Regions from separate parts of the Mus musculus genome. Here region 2 is linked to region 1. Evidence: chromatin contacts called from public HiChIP or PLAC-seq data. All regions are on one chromosome and are shown on one strand. The core of a region is the stretch at or near the end of the contact, and the rest is flanking DNA. Distances in the headings are between cores, read along the strand shown. Region 1 holds the start of Fndc5 (fibronectin type III domain containing 5). Region 2 overlaps Azin2 (antizyme inhibitor 2).

Region 1 (4,196 bases), core at 1,188-3,687:
GGTATTCAATAAATACATGTTTGAAGAATGAATTTGTTCCATAGAGTCAATAAACATTACTGAATACCTACTGTGTGTCTGGTTAAGGTAGAAAGCACGGGATGGCGTATATAAAACAAGTGGTGCTGACAAATGCCTTCCCAGGCTCCCTCAGGCCATCTCCAGGCCCTTTCAGTCTTCCTGCTTCTAACTAGCTCCTACTGGGTGCTAGACTCCACGCCAGGGCTTCCTCCAGAACCGAAACAATGTCCAAGCACCTCATGAATCCTAGGAAGGCTACACCCCACCGCCACAACGCTCCAAATTCTCCAAGTCTGCCATGACCCTTCTAACAGCGACGACCCGCAAGCTTTTCCTCCTAGCTCCCAGGCGGTGAACACTGGCTGCCCTTTCCCCCCTCCTAACGCCCTACATCCGCCTGGGGTTTTTCCCAGAACTGCCAGCAGGTGGCGCAGAGGTTCTCCTTTCCCCATCACTGGACTATAGGCCAGACCCCACCAGGACCCTCTCTCTCCTTTTTCCTCAGTCAGGATAAAATTGGATCCTATGACCTCTATCTGACCCCTCTCTTTCCTGCTGCTCGTGCGATAGCCAACCGAAGAGACTCCAGTTGCTCCTGCCAGCCCCCTGGTAGTCTGGGGAAGGCAAGGAGGTCCTTGGGGGTTAAGCTGCAGCTGGTAGGGTGGGGTGGGTAGGGCAGAGCGGGCAGCACCTAACAAAAGAGAAAGAGAAAAAGAAGAGGGAAGGTGCCCTGGCTGGGCTACCATCCCGGAAGGTCCAAGTCCTAACAAGGCCCCCCCAGGACAAGGTATGTGGCCAAGAAAACAGATGGTGCTGGGGTGGGAGGTCAGCCTGCCTAGCATGGAGTCCTGGGGGTACAGAAGGCTGGGTGTTGTGAATGGAAAGCTCAGCAGAACCCCCTGCCCCCCACACCTCATTCTTCCCAGGGGATCAGGTAGAAACTTGGGGAGAAAGACTCCTTGGGTAAGCATTAGTACAGGAGGGGTGTATGTGTGTGTGTGTGTGTGTGTGTGTGTGTTTGCCTTATGGGGGTGTGTGTGTGTGCACCAAGCTCTAGGTTCTCTATCTCTGTGATTCAGTTTCTTCTTCATCTAAAGTCTAGGGATAGGATGGAAGATCTTAGAGGCTTCTGTGAGATGCCTCTCTGGTCTAACCTCACTCCTTAACCTTGGCTCTCTGACTGCGACTCCAGCCCAAGAAAGTAAGAGGCTGAGGCTGGGGAGCCTTCTGCTGTCCTATAGGGATTCTCCTTAGGGCAGGACAGTAAATGTGGGGTGGAGGCTCCTCTCTGCCTCTAAGGCCATCAAAGGAGTAGCCAGAAGGGTGTGTGAGGACAGGCTGGCACCTGGCTGTTCCCAAGGTGATGGAAAAAAAGGGTTATCAACGTGTGCTAATTAGCTGGAGCTATCTGCCACATCTTCCAGCCCCTACCACTTTAGAGCCATTAGCTAAATCACTGCTCAGTCAGGTCAGAATGGATATAGTGGTCCCGAGAGCGTCCAGAAACCACAGCCCTCTGATCTTGGAGAAACACGGTTCCAGATTGTTCTTTTAATAATCTAGAATGTGCCAGTTTTAGAGAGAGAGAGAGATTCTAGATGCTGGAGTGTTGAAGTCACTCTGGGTGAGGAGTGTGTGAAGTTGAGCCCACCTTGGATTCAAATCCTGCCCGTGGTGGGTCCTTGGACAAAACAAGTTACCAAACTGCAGTATCCACCTACATGAGACGCCCCGCAGCAGAGTGGACCTGAAGGGGCTGCAGAGAGAACCAAGTCCCAAACCCAGCCAAGGCCTACAGAGTGTCTGCGCCTGACAGATATTCGCAGTGCTCTCGAGGGGATTAAAAATAGGCACAAGAAAAAGAAAGGACTGGTCTGAGGTCTCAGCTAGACCTCCAGGGAGTCAGAGGAGAGCCTCTTCGGCCCCAGTACACACATTCCCCAGAGTACCGAGTCTGTACCCCCCTTACACTCTACAGCTCGTGTGTGTGTGTGTGTGTGTGTGTGTGTGCCTGGGGTGTGGGCTGGAGTGAGAGATGGGGTACAGATGGGCATCTCCCAAGCACTTGCCCTCCCTCTTCCCTAAGGAAGAGCGGGACCGGGGCCAGGTCAGGGTTAAGGCTGGGACTGACCGCGGCACGGTGCTACGGGTCCTGCATCGGTCAGAGAGCGTGAGCCGCGGGGTCCCCAAAGCCCCTGGCTTCCCGGGAGCCCACAGAGTGAAGAGCGGGGACAGGAGTGGGGGCGCCCTCGGTCCTCACCCCGCCCCCGCCCTCTCCCCGCAGCGGGGGCGCCCCGCCCCCCAGGCGCCCGACGTGGACGCGGCCGCTGCCGCCGCCGCCGCCACCACCGCCGCCGCCACCACCGCCGCCGCCGCGCGGGAGTCGCTGTCCGCGGAGCCGATATGCAGGCGGCGCGGGGCGGCGCGGGGCGGCCGGGCCGGGAGGGCCGCGGGCTGGAGCGTGAGTGCGAGCGGTCACCGGGCCCAGGAGTCGCCATGCCCCCAGGGCCGTGCGCCTGGCCGCCCCGCGCCGCGCTCCGCCTGTGGCTAGGCTGCGTCTGCTTCGCGCTGGTGCAGGCGGGTAAGGGGGCCTGGGGAGGGGGACGAGGGAGGGAACAGCTTCCCCTCCCACGCCGCCACCGGGAAGTCCTCGGTTCCCTTCCTGCTCCCTGAGGACCTCCTGTGTCACCTGGTCCCTACTCTCCTAACCTGACCCTAGCGCCTCCGAACCTTCTTGACCCCTAAACCCGTCCTTCAGCTTCCAAACCTCTGCCAGTCACCTCAGCCCTGAGTTTTTAAAGCTCTTGCGGCTCCTGGTCCCTTCAGGTCATCCCCTAACCCTGAGTCTTTGCCTCAGCCACCTTTTCTGGCCCTGAGAGCAGCTGAGGACACTAGTGCCCCACCTTGGGCCTCCCTCTGTATCCCCAAAGATCTCTCAGGGACCCATAGGCAGCTAGCTGCGCAGGAACGACTATGAAGAGAACTGTAACCTGAGGTTGAAGGGTGTTTGCGGGGACCGTGGGCGGGGGCGGGGGGCGCAAACCCTGCTGCAGTTAGTGTCTGGCCCACCCCATGGGGCTCTGCCTCCCTAGATCACCCCAATCCTGTCCCTCCTGGCAGCTGTTGCTGCCTCCCTCTCTTTCTCGCCCTGCTTCTGTCTCCTTGCCTGTCTCCAATGTTCCACTTGTCTGCTCTCTGGTTCTGTGACCTCAGCCACCTGTCTGTGTCCTTCTGTCCCTTTCCATCTGAATGTCTGGCATAATCCTGAAGCCTTGAGTCCACTTGTCTGAGGGGTATGGGGCTACTGCTCAGGGCCAGGGCTTCTAATCACAGCCCCTGCCCTCTTGCATGATATAACCCCGTGTGACTCTACTCCCCTCTCCTGGAAGGTCCTTTCTGCCCTGCTCCTCTACTGCTCTCCCACTTATCTCTGACGTTTTCCCCATTCACCATCTTCCTTCACCCAGAAGGCCTTGCGCTATCTTGGTGTCTCTCCACCAAGGGACCCTGTTCTGAATGTCCCCTCTTCTCTAACTTCCTCTATTCCTCGCACGTGAGGACCCACAGAGTATGGAGAGGCTCACATAGACCCTTCCCCTTAGGCGCCCTCTGCCCAGCTTACCATGTGAGGTTGCCCCTCAGCTCCATGCCAGGGCTCAGCCCCTCCTGGCTCTTCATCTCAGGGTCTGTCTCCTTCCCTCAAGGTCACTCACTTGACAACATGAGGCTATAGAAAGTGCAATGGACTAGGAGTCCTTGTGGCTGCTTTTTCTCAAGCTAATCAGCTCCTGAACTCCATTCAGCTATTCCTCGCTCGGTGCCCAACCACCTATCCACTAGCTCTCGCCTTGGTTCAAGCCCAGGTCCACCAATTTTATTTTAGGACCCTTGGTTTGGCCAGTCTATAGCCAGCAGGAGTTTCTATGCTAGTCACAAGGAACCTGGGGCCTCTCAGCCACTGAGGAACCGAGAGCCATGTGGCCCAGCTGAGACCTTGGATCCTTGTTTCTGTTCACATAGCCTCCCCCAGCTTTCTCTTTCTCATATATGATGGGGCTGGGCCTTACAGCAGGGCACGCTCAGACTCAGGTGCTTCCCTGCCCTGCAGACAGCCCCTCAGCCCCTGTGAACGTGACCGTCCGGCACCTCAAGGCCAACTCTGCCGTGGTCAGCTG
Region 2 (4,196 bases), core at 782-3,281, 190 kb before region 1:
ACTACTACTACTACTACTACTACTATTATTATTATTATTATTATTATTATTATTATTGACAGGGTAGATGAAGTCTAAGCTGGCCTCAAACTCACAATTCTTCTGTCTCAGCATCCTGAGGGCTGAGATTCCAAGTACATACCATGCCTAGATCTTTTGTCCATTTTTTTAAAACCACTTTTTTTTTTTTTTTTTTTTTTTTGGTTTTTCGAGACAGGGTTTCTCTGTATAGCCCTCACTCTGTAGACCAGGCTGGCCTCGAACTCAGAAATCCACGTGCCTCTGCCTCCTAAGTGCTGGGATTAAAGGCATGTGCCACCACGCCCGGCTTTTTAAACCACTTTTAGTGTGCATTACACCCAGGGCCTCTTGCGTGCTAGTCAAGTTCTCTACCTCTGAGCTGCACTCAGGGAACACAGCTCGGTGACAGTCATGCTCAGCGCGACTCGGCATCTCTGAGGCCTCCGGTTTGAGCCCCGGCATCACAGAGACTGATTAAATAGGAGTTAGATAAAATCACATGCTTGGGAGGGCGGCGGCACATTCACAGGGGTGGGCTCACCTTCTGCAGGGCGGGGGTGGGGCAGGTGTTGTCAAACAGGACTGAGTTGAAGACCCCATAAACGCCCTCATCAAGGTAGTACACGATGCTCTTAGGGGCTGCGCCGGTTTGCTCTGTGAGGAAGGGAGAGAACGGGGGCCACACAAGCAGAATGTGAGGGGCCTAGGAGTCGGAGGCTAGCACCACAGTGGGCTCAATAAGGAGAGAGCTGTGCAGCAAACGGTTGCTCTTTCTGCAGCTATGAGATGGACCCTGCAACAAAAGCCACCTTTTTGGTGACATGGATCTTTTTGGTGACATGGATCCACTTCTGAGTTGGGAGGATTCCCTCGGGGCAGCTGAGTCAGGACACCATAATTCCCTGTTGCCTCAGAGTCCCCTCGAGGCCCTAGGAAAAGCAGGAAGGCAGCTCACCCAAACTCAGGTCACCAGGACATTAAGCCACTTTCTCAGAGGCATGTGACAGGGAGGAGGTGTGACAGAGTAGGAAACCAGGCAGGCTAGCCACACTAGGTAGGATAGCCCCAAGTCTCTAAGAGGTCAAGAGAATGTCTGAATGCACACATGCACATGCTGCCCAGAGCTCCACGCTGCCCGGAGCCCCCGCGCTGCCAACAAGCTCTATCTGAGGATGAGCACAGCACTGGGAGGCTTTCTCCGGTGTGAGGGGCCTGGAGCAGAGGGCAAGGCCCAAAATCAGATTCACTGACCCCGGCCACTCATGGGGCTCTGACATGGAAGGGCAAAGAAATCACTGATGCCCGTGGTGTGGGCACGTGAGTTCTGCATCACCTGATGCCAGTGGTGTGGGCACGTGAGCTCCGAGTCAGCCTGGGCTGAACTTGAACTTCAGCACTGTTCTATATCAGTCCTGTGCCCGGACCTGATGACTTAACCTGTCCCTGACTATGCGCTGTCCTGTGTCAACAAATCTGTCCTCATGAGGTTATGAGAAAGGATGAGCGGAGGCAGACATGGGGTCAGAGGGAAGCTCAGCTCTAGCCAACCATTAGCCTCTTCATTTACATTCTCTTTGATTCCATTTCTCACAGCCGTTCTCAACCTGTCACTCAAGACCCCCTTGGGGGATCAAATGACCTTTTCACAGGGGTCTCCTAAGACCATAGGAAATATCACATACTTACATTATGAGTTATAACAATAGGAAAATTACATCTGTGAAGTAGCAATGGAAATAATTTTATGGTTGGGGGTTACCACAACACGAGAAACTGTATTAAAGAGTCTCAGCATTAGGGAGGTTGAGAACCACTGGGATAACGAGATAAAATTGTCTTTGGGGTGAGGGGAACTGACTGCAACTTTCCCTAGAGAAAATACCCATTCTCCAGAAGGCCCCACCCCTGCTTAGCCGGCCACGCCCATCTGGCACCACACCCACCTTCCCTGCTGGCCTGGTCCAGAACCTCCCTCTTGGCGACGATGCTGACAGCCACAGTGAAGGCAGACGTCACGTAGTAGCGTCCCAGCTCAGCAAGGATGTCCACACCGCAGCCCTCAGGGAAGTACAGGTCCAAGGCTGAGTTAATTACTGAGGCCATCTGGAGAGAAGAGCAGCGTGCGGGACCATGAGATTTCGGGAAGAATTCGGCAGTGGAAAGGTCCCACCTGGTAGCTGGGTGACAGCTAGCCAGGAAGGGGGAGGCTGGGCTGGGGCGGAGCTGGAGTGAGGACGTCATATAGCTCATTCGTCCAGATAATCCCACATAGAATGGGGTATTCTTTCCCATAATGCTCGGTGCTCAGATTCCAGGTTCCTGGGCATAAACAACTCGCATGTTACACAGTAGGTCAGATTCCAAGGGGAAAAAAAAGGCAAGTGTGCAAAGCTAGATCTGCCATCAGGGTGGGTGAACCTGGTCGCTGACTTTCATTCTTATGCAAACACTACTTTTAATTATAAATACAATTGAGTTGTGTGGGCTTGGAGTTTTTTAGCGTTGTTTTGTTTTGTCTTATTAGGTTAGTTATTGTAGCCCAGGCTGGCCTTGAACTCCTGACCTCCTACATCCACCTCCCAGGTGCTGGGATTATAAACGTGTAATGCCACCCCCAGCACATGTGTATTTTTATAGCCTGGTGCACTCAATGGATTCTGAATGTCCTACCCACATGAATGTTCTCATCATACCCAGCCAGTCTGAGCCCTGGGAAGTCTACTAGACTTCTGCTATGTCTAGCAAGGCCACAATTGTCAACTTCGAGGCTAATTCCTGGGACATCTGGGGCCTTCTCCTGGCCACTTGGTACAGTCCAGACTCCATAAGTAATGCACTACGAGGGAGATGCGCCCCCTAGGGGTCAGAATGGGAATCACGACAACACATTTATGTTGGATACAAGGGGAGCAAAACAAAGGTTGGTTTTCCTCACGTGCCCTTCCCACCAGGTTTCTTACCAGCCCATTGGAGGGTAAATTAGACACACATATTCAGACCACTGTAGAGTTCATGGAAGGTAAATTACCTTGGCTGGGCCTCTAACTAGCTAGCTAAGTGCATGGGAGTCAAGCAGAGCTGGGGTACAGCCAGCTCAGCTGCGGGCTTGGGAAATGACACAGACCATGAGCCCAGCTGAGCCACAGCACAGGATTAATAAATATCAATAAAATCCACCAAGCCCAAGGTGTTGACAGTCGGGCCAAAGGTATGCACAGTGGGATTGTTATACCCTACCACAGAATAACCATCAGGCCACGCTTGACCACACATTACCTCTTCAAATCTCACTTTGGCTCCCTCTAAGCCAGGAAAGCCGCCGCCAAGGTCCAGGATGTTCATCGTGTGGCCCAGCTCCTCGCCCATCTGAAACACCAGCCTAGCATCCGCGATGGACTGGGCATAGGCCTGAGGGTCAGGACAGCCACTGCCAATGTGAAAACTGGGAAAGGAGGAAGAGCCTTGGCTTACATACAAGGTCCAGGTAGCCCCACGTTACAGATGCAACCACTGAGGCCTGGGACCATAGGCTACAGAGGGCCACGTGGGAAGCTAGGAACAGAAAGGTGGCACTTCTCCCATCTCTCCATGCCTCTCTGGAGAGAAACCTTTTGGGGATAAGGGCTGGAGTCCCAAGGTATCATGTGGCCAGGGCAAGTCACTAGGCTTGCTTTGTTTATGTCTTGCCATCTACAGGCTGGGGACAAAAGTCCTTACTGTTCAAGGCATCAGGCACTGGGCATTGAACCTGAAGTACAGAATAAAGGAAACTAGAGATGTGGCCCCATCTCTGCACGGACAGAGACATCTCCAGAGCATGGCTATGGTCTCCGGCTTATAGGCATGCAGAACTACCTCAAAGCCACGTCCGTGGGAAAAACCTCCTGAGATGAGACCTTCTGGGGACTATGGAGCTCTGGAAAGAAATGCCAATAAACCTTCCTTCTAAAGAAAGGACACTCTCTGGTGGCAAAACTGCAGGCCCAGCGGAAGGCCCAGGATGTCCACAAATAATTCCTGGGAGAAAGGGTAGTGAGTCTGGCCTGGGCAGGGTGCCTGGTTCCCATTGCACACCTCACACCCACCACCTCCACGTGGCTCTTCTTGGCGTTCTCGAGCAGATGTCTGCAGGATTTCAGCGACGCCCCAAACCTCAGGCTCAGGTGATTCAGAGA

Evidence for each region. HiChIP or PLAC-seq counts read pairs in DNA pulled down with a chosen protein or histone mark.
Region 2: a contact with region 1 is called in an H3K27ac HiChIP or PLAC-seq map of differentiating embryonic stem cells, with 3 times the contacts expected there. The contact joins the enhancer-like site here to the promoter of Fndc5 in region 1. A contact is called at or near these places in 14 of 39 promoter capture datasets (the 3T3-L1 cell line, the C10 cell line, the HPC-7 cell line and 9 more), 4 of 15 datasets of contacts at CTCF or cohesin (CD8 T cells, embryonic stem cells, large pre-B cells and 1 more), 21 of 484 Hi-C or Micro-C datasets (B cells, the C10 cell line, the C2C12 cell line and 13 more), 22 of 115 datasets of contacts at active chromatin or transcription factors (the 230-238 cell line, the HPC-7 cell line, the SCID.adh cell line and 14 more) and 4 of 9 other capture datasets (adipose tissue, liver, macrophages and 1 more).

The regions. Positions count from the first base shown.
Region 1 is chr4:129,134,562-129,138,757 of GRCm38.p6, forward strand. It overlaps Fndc5 (fibronectin type III domain containing 5), which reads left to right and starts at 2,438. Exons shown (of 6, transcript NM_027402.4): 1 at 2,438-2,602; 2 at 4,130-4,196. The coding sequence starts at 2,518.
Region 2 is chr4:128,945,495-128,949,690 of GRCm38.p6, forward strand. Azin2 (antizyme inhibitor 2) reads right to left here. Exons shown (of 11, transcript NM_172875.4): 6 at 4,096-4,196; 7 at 3,298-3,463; 8 at 1,965-2,124; 9 at 563-675. Among named protein-coding and RNA genes, the nearest start is that of Gm15904, 12 kb to the left of the region's middle. Within about 2 kb of position 2,032, at least 26 of the 459 cell types and tissues checked have an H3K27ac peak or open chromatin away from gene starts, as enhancers often do. A contact at or near this core is called in the N1E-115 cell line, differentiating embryonic stem cells, embryonic stem cells and 1 more, where this site is marked.